2 separate regions of the Pan troglodytes genome follow, and region 1 is linked to region 2. A link is a contact called in public HiChIP or PLAC-seq data. All regions are on one chromosome and are shown on one strand. The core of a region is the stretch at or near the end of the contact, and the rest is flanking DNA. Distances in the headings are between cores, read along the strand shown.

Evidence for each region. HiChIP or PLAC-seq counts read pairs in DNA pulled down with a chosen protein or histone mark.
Region 1: a contact with region 2 is called in an H3K4me3 HiChIP or PLAC-seq map of stem cell-derived excitatory neurons, with 3 times the contacts expected there. The contact joins the promoter of CLUAP1 here to the promoter of ZNF75A in region 2. A contact is called at or near these places in 1 of 7 Hi-C or Micro-C datasets (stem cell-derived neural progenitor cells) and 1 of 1 datasets of contacts at active chromatin or transcription factors (stem cell-derived excitatory neurons).

What each region holds. Positions count from the first base shown.
Region 1 is chr18:6,149,706-6,153,078 of NHGRI_mPanTro3-v2.0_pri, reverse strand. It overlaps CLUAP1 (clusterin associated protein 1), which reads right to left and starts at 1,950. Exons shown (of 12, transcript NM_001280352.1): 1 at 1,839-1,950. The coding sequence starts at 1,860.
Region 2 is chr18:5,961,954-5,965,121 of NHGRI_mPanTro3-v2.0_pri, reverse strand. It overlaps ZNF75A (zinc finger protein 75a), which reads right to left and starts at 1,732. Exons shown (of 7, transcript XM_054668778.1): 1 at 1,569-1,732. TIGD7 (tigger transposable element derived 7) reads left to right here and starts at 1,451. Exons shown (of 2, transcript XM_054668777.2): 1 at 1,451-1,672. The coding sequence starts at 1,515.

The DNA.
Region 1 (3,373 bases), core at 701-3,200, 190 kb before region 2:
GCGACAGAGCAAGACTGTCTCAAAAAAAAGAAAAGAAATCAGCAGCCTTTCCTTCACACAGTAAGGCACTGCCTAAATACTCCTGACCACTAGGTACTAGTCAAGTTCTGTTAATGCTGCGGTGTTATTGTCAAAATAGACACTAATTTGAGTAAGATCCTTACCATACATTGCACAACTGCAGAGCATTAATTTAAGATCAAAATATTCCGAAATCTCCGTGCATGCGCTTCCCAACAAAACCCCATTCTACGTCCCCCGGCAGGGTGTTGGCCTCTCTAAAAACTATGTGGGAGGAGACCCTCATCCTGCATGATGTGTGGCCACCAAAAACCTTCAAATCCCAGAGGACAGGATTCACACTCTGGTGCTCAGTGGCTGCATGGATAAAAGGTAATGCGTCTTCCTAGATATTTTTACATTGTAGAAAAGAGCAATTCATAACCAAAAGGCGTAATCTCTAATGCTAAAATTTCAGGCACCAACAATTGGACGAGAAAACTGGCTCTTTAAGAGACCCCTCGGATCACACCAAATTGGCAATCATCATCTACCTTTCCTTTTTTTTTTTTTAAGACAGTCTCACTCCGTCGCCCAGGGTGGAGTGCAGTGGTGTCATCTTGGCTCACTGCAACCTCTGCCTCCCGGAATAAAGCAATTCTCCTGCCTCAGCTTCCCAAGTAGCTGGGACTACAGGCGTGCGCCACCATGCCCGGCTAATTTTTTGAATTTTTAGCAGAGGCAGGGTTTCGCCATGTTGGCTAGGCTAGTCTCGAACTCCTGAACTTAAGTGATCCGCCTGCCTCGGTCTTCCAAAGTGCTAGGATTACAGGCGTGACCTTCTGGGCCCAGCCGTAACCAACACTCAGCCTCATTCTTCCACTTCCCCACCCTCTTAGCAAAGGAATTCGAGCTCCCTTCTCCTTACCAGCCCTGCAGAAAGGATGCAGATGGAGTTCAGGATGTCTGGAGTTCAGGCAACCTGAATTCAAGCCCCAGTGCCACCTCCTACCGCCTGTGTCACCTGCCCAAGTTACCTGACCTCTCTGTGCCCGTTTCCTCACTACCAAATACAGGGGGCACAGAGTTGTTCGGATGATTGAAATGATGCGCATAACACAGAGCGGGCCCTGGCAGATCGTTAAAACTCAAAAAATGTTAGCCGCAATGATTATCACCCAGCCTCCTCTCCTCGGTTTCGTTGCTGGTTGTTTTTTTTTTGTTTGTTTGTTTTTTGTTTTTTGAGATGTTGTTTCGCTCTTGTTGCCTAGGCTGGAGTGCAATGGCCCGATCTCGGCTCACCACAACCTCCAAAGCGATTCTCCTGCTTCAGATTCCCGAGCAGCTGGGATTACAGGCGCCCGCCACCACCCCCAGCTAATTTGTAATTTTAGTAGAGACGAGTTTTCTCCATGTTGGTCAGGCTGGTCTCGAACTCCCGACCTCAGGTGATTCGCCCGCCTCGGCAAAATAGTCTCTAAACTCTCCATGCATTTTCCAATACGGTAGCGAAGAGCGGCATGCAGCTACACAAATAGAAATAAATTACACTTAAAAATTCAGTTATTCATCTGCACTAGCCACATTTCAAGCGTTCTGAGCCACACGCGGCCAGTGGCAGATAGAGAACTTTCCATCCTCGCTAGAAATGGCCGAAGAAGGGCCTGGGACGCTCGGCCGGGTTGCAGCCGCGGGTCAGGCGGTCCCTGAGGCGCAGAGGCCCGAAAGGAGCCTCCGGCAGCGCAAGCCTCAGGGATCGCCTACACAGGGGACCCGGCGGGCGGGAGCCCTGAATCTCTGGAAGACCCGCAGGTCACAGGGGCGCGGGGCTGCCTTACTGCGGAGGTCGCGGAAAGACATGACGCTCAGGTCCCCAGGAGCCCAGGATCGCAACTGCTCGCCCCTCAGCGATCACAGGCCCAGCGCTCGCCGATCTCTATGGCAACCAATGGACCCTTGGACGGCGCACGGTCAGGGACAAACAAAAAACGAAGCGAAGGCGCGGCGGCACGTGCATACGCACAGGGAGAGCGGGCCGGCAGAGAGCGCTCCTGAGACGCCGAGGGCAGAGGGCGTGGCGATAGCGGCGTCTATGAGGGCTGCAAGCTTCCCAGCTTCTGGGCCTCTGTTTACACGCTTTGCGGACGTTTCGCGCTGGGTGACAGGCTCTGAGTACCTACTACGTGCTTGATATTGCGCTAGGCGCTTTCCATATTGCTTATTTCCCCCTCATTTCTATAAAGAATGCACGATGCTTGGCTGGGCGCGGTGGCTCACGCCTACAATCCCAGCACTTTGGGATGCCGAGGCGGGCGGATCACTTGAGGTCAGGAGTTCGAGACCAGCCTGGCCAACATGGCGAAACCCCGTCTCTACCAAAAAATACAAAAATTTGCCAAGCGTGGTGGCGCACACCTGTAATCCCAGCTACTCGGGAGGCTGAGGCAGAAGAATTACTTGAACCCGGCAGGCAGAGGTTGCAGTGAGCCGAGATCGCGCCACTGCCCTTCGGCCTGGCGACAGAGCGAGACTCTGTCTCAAAAAAAAAAAAAAAAAAAAAAAAAAAAAAAAGCACTATACTCAGGAAGCCCGCCTTCCCCCGTCTGAGGCACAGCGCGCTCCTCGTCGGAATCTGGTTGCAGAGCGGAGGACGGGATCACTGTGGGCGCCCAGAGGCAGGCCAGGCCTCGGTCTCGCGCAAGCGCAGACGGCTCGGGCTGCACAACAGGCCGGAAAGGGGCCCTGAGCCGCTCGCGCCGCGCGGGTCCCGGCAGCCCTAGCCTCTGCATGGGGGCGCGAGGAGACGGCAGGAAGGGGCGGCCTCCACGTGTGAACTGGGGAGATGCCCCGCCAGGCGTGGCACAGCAGCCGGGTTTTGTAAGGTAGCTTGAGCAGGAACAAGGAAACAGCGTAGTGCACAAAGCGATTGGTTGGCATCAGGTTATTTCAGATGCATTTCTTTGGGTTAAAGCAGAGGGGACTTCCTTATGCCAGCCTAGGTGGACAGGGCCCCTTTTGTTGGTTGCAGTGAATCTTCTGTGTTTTGGCAGACTGGCCTGTCTCTAAGTTCGCATTGATTACGTGGCACCTTGCACTAGCGATTCCATTCTGGTTTGGTCTGGTCCGTTGGTACCTTGTGCAGGAGCTCGCTCCAAAACAATGGCCTCCCATAAATGTTGCTTCACGTGTTATTAAGAAAAACAAAAGATAAGCCACAGTCTAGAAGAAAATATGCACAAAACACATATCTGATAAAGAGACGTGTATCCAGAATGTATAAAGAACTCTCAACACTCAATAATGAGAAACAGTCTAATTAGAGAATGGAGAAAACATTTTAAAAGCTACTTCACAAAAGAAGATATATGGATGG
Region 2 (3,168 bases), core at 483-2,982:
GAAACCCAGATACAGTGGGGGGAGGGGGTACTACAGAAGGTAAAAAAGTAGCCTATTTTCAGACAATGTCTCCCAAGCAAGCAACAAGATGCTCATCATTCTTCTTTGCAAGACACATAAAGGGTGCCATGCAGATGATTTATACGAATTTTTTTTTTCTTGAGATGGAGTCTCGCCCTGTCACTCAGGCTGGAGTGCAGTGGCGTGATCTCAGCTCACTGCAACTTCCACCTCCCCGGTTGAAGCCATTCTCCTGCCTCAGCCTCCCGACTAGCTGGGATTACAGGCGCGTGCCACCACGCCCGGCTAATTTTTGTGTTTTTAGTAGAGACAGGGTTTCACCATCTTGGCAAGGGTGGTCTCGAACTCCTGACCTCGTGATCCACCCATCTTGGCCTCCCAAAGTGCTGGGATTACAGGCGTCAAACACCGCGCCAGGCCTATATGAATTTTTAAGTGTGCTTACTTGATCTGGAAAAAATTACAGTTGACCTGTGTTTACAAAATATCAACTTGTAAAAAAGGATATTTTATTTACAAAATATCAAGTCGTATTTTCTTTCTGTCGCTGATGTTTATGAAATATCAACTCCAACAGGAGTTGGTGACAATGAAAGTGAAACTTTCTGCTGACTTTGTATTTCTCCAACGGTCATTCAGACTTCTAAGGGGGGCTGAGGAGAGCCGTGAGCCTCACTTTTCCTGAAGTGAGCCAGCAGAAACGGCACCGAAATTCTGCCCAGGATGCCACCGGTATTCAAAGAAGTGGCCAGCTCCTTGCTGCCCACCCCGGTGCCAGAAGCAAAGAGACACTTCCTATGTTTTTGCATCAGTAGAAGCTGCTAGCCCTGAGGCTCAACCGACCGCATGACATCGGCCGGACACGGAAATGCCGGCGGAGGCGGGAAAGGGTCTGCGGGCGCAGCTGCAGGCACTGCTGCCCGCCAGCACTCGGATTCGCCACAGCCTGTGTCTGCGACAGGCGTGCCCGTGGGCACTGGGCAAGCGGGCAGTGTCCCAGCGAGCTTCGGCCGCACCTCTGGGATACAGCTGCGAAAAGCGGGGAGAGAATGGTTTCTCGTGCCCGACGGTGGCTCCGCCTCAGGCTCCAGCCGCGCGGCCCGGAAGCGCCGCGGCCACCGCCTACGGAAAATGGCTCCTCCCTGCGGCCGCCGCCGCTCCAGCGGCTCCAGGGTCGAAGCCATAGGGGAAGCCGCTTCTCGGTTACCTCGGCCAGCTTGGCTTCCGTGGAGGCCGCTCCTCGCTTTCTGAGGCTCAAACGCAAGCCACCGCCCGGAAGGCCGCCGATCTGAGGAGCGCAACCGCCAGCCCACCGCTGGCCTGCCGCTGCCCTACCGCTGCCCTGTCCAGGTACAGAGCCCGAGCGCAGGCCGGAAGTGGAAGTGACGCTTTCCGAGGGTGCGCGCAGGCCCGCCCTCTGGCTAAGGCGCCTGAGCCCGGCCTACTTCCTCGCCAGAGAAACTGCCGTCTGCCCCGGCGGTAGGGAAGGGTTAATGCCACCGAGTATCCAGACCCGCCGAAGCCTAGAGGGCCTTGTACCGGCTCACCGCGTGGCTGTCGCTGTCTCGTGTCCCCAGTGGGGGAGGCGTCGCACTGCCACGTCTGTTCTGCGTGGCTGTCGGGCGGCGCTTGGTCCCGGGAGCCTCGCCGGGTAAGGGTCGCCTCCCAGCTGCGCGCGCCGCGTCCTCGGGCTTCCCGCGGCCCGGCCGGCCGTGCTCGAGCTGTTGCTGGGCTCGTCGCCGCCTCCTCGAGGAAGAGGCATTTTGTCCGGGTCGGGCCACTCGCCAGGTCAGAAACAACGGCCCCCCGAGGGTTTTGTACCGTTTTCTAGGTCTCGTGACGCATTCCCCACAACTATTTTTTCTTGAGGTAGGTTTGAACCGGTGAAATAGGTTCTTTTTCTATCTCTCCTTGACAGAGAAACGGAGACCTAAGAAGTGACTTGCTCAGGGTCACATAGCTCAGCAGTGGCGGCCGCTAATCGGAAATAGCTCTCCTGTTGTGGTATCCTCTGCGTTTTCCACTCCAGTATTCTTCCCTGGAAAATGGGAACCTTGTTTTCATCTTATATCTCATGCAGCGCCTAACATAGTCACCTGGTAAGATAGGCATTCCACACATATTTACTGAATCATAGTTATAAGAATCTGAGTGTTTTGGGTGTTCGGTGATCTCTGAATTAATCCGTTTTTGTAATGTCAGTCTACCAGTTGAGGGATTATTTAATAAGTCCAGTATGAGTGGTTTCGGAATTACCAGTTTTTGTAACGTCAGCTTATACCAGTCAAGGGACTACTTATTAAGTCAGCTATGTGTAGCCAGTATTGCAGAGTTGAGTAAGAAGTCTTTGTCCTTAAGCAATCTCTTGAAAGGACTGAGCAATTTCGTGAATATCAGTAACACAAGGTAAGAATAGGACATAAACTGAATGCTGTGAGAACTCCAAGAAAATCCAAGTTGATTTGGGGTTGGGGGAAATTATAAAAGACCTTGAGGGATTTTGTCCACAGCAGGGAATGGAGACACATTCCAGGCAGAGGGAAGGGTAGGAGTAAAGGCTTTAAAAGCTGGAAACATTAGACTGTGAGATCTTAGGTACGTTTTTACTGAGTTGGGCTGCATTTAGAGGAAGAGTTTTAAAAGTTAGAAAACGAGTTTATGTGGCACTTATACTGGAGTCCTTTGAATGGGAATGAAAAGAGTGCATTTAAGAAAGTAAATCCTGGCCGGGCGCGGTGGCTCACGCCTGTAATCCCAGCACTTTGGGAGGCCGAGGCGGGCGGATCATGAGGTCAGGAGATCGAGACCATCCTGGCTAACATGGTGAAACCCCGTCTCTACTAAAAAATACATAAAAAAATTAGCCGGGCGTGGTGGTGGGCGCCTGTAGCCCCAGCTACTCGGGAGGCTGAGGCAGGAGAATGGCGTGAACCCGGGAGGCGGAGCTTGCAGTGAGCTGAGTTCACGCCACTGCACTCCAGCCTGGGCGACAGAGCGAGACTCCGTCTCAAAAAAAAAAACACAAAAAAACAACAAAAAAGTAAATCCTGGAACACCATTTGAGCGTTTTTGACTGAGCTGCTTTCTATGGCAGTTCATCTAAGGTAAGTTTAAGGTGAGAATGAAGATGAGAGGCCATTACCAGGC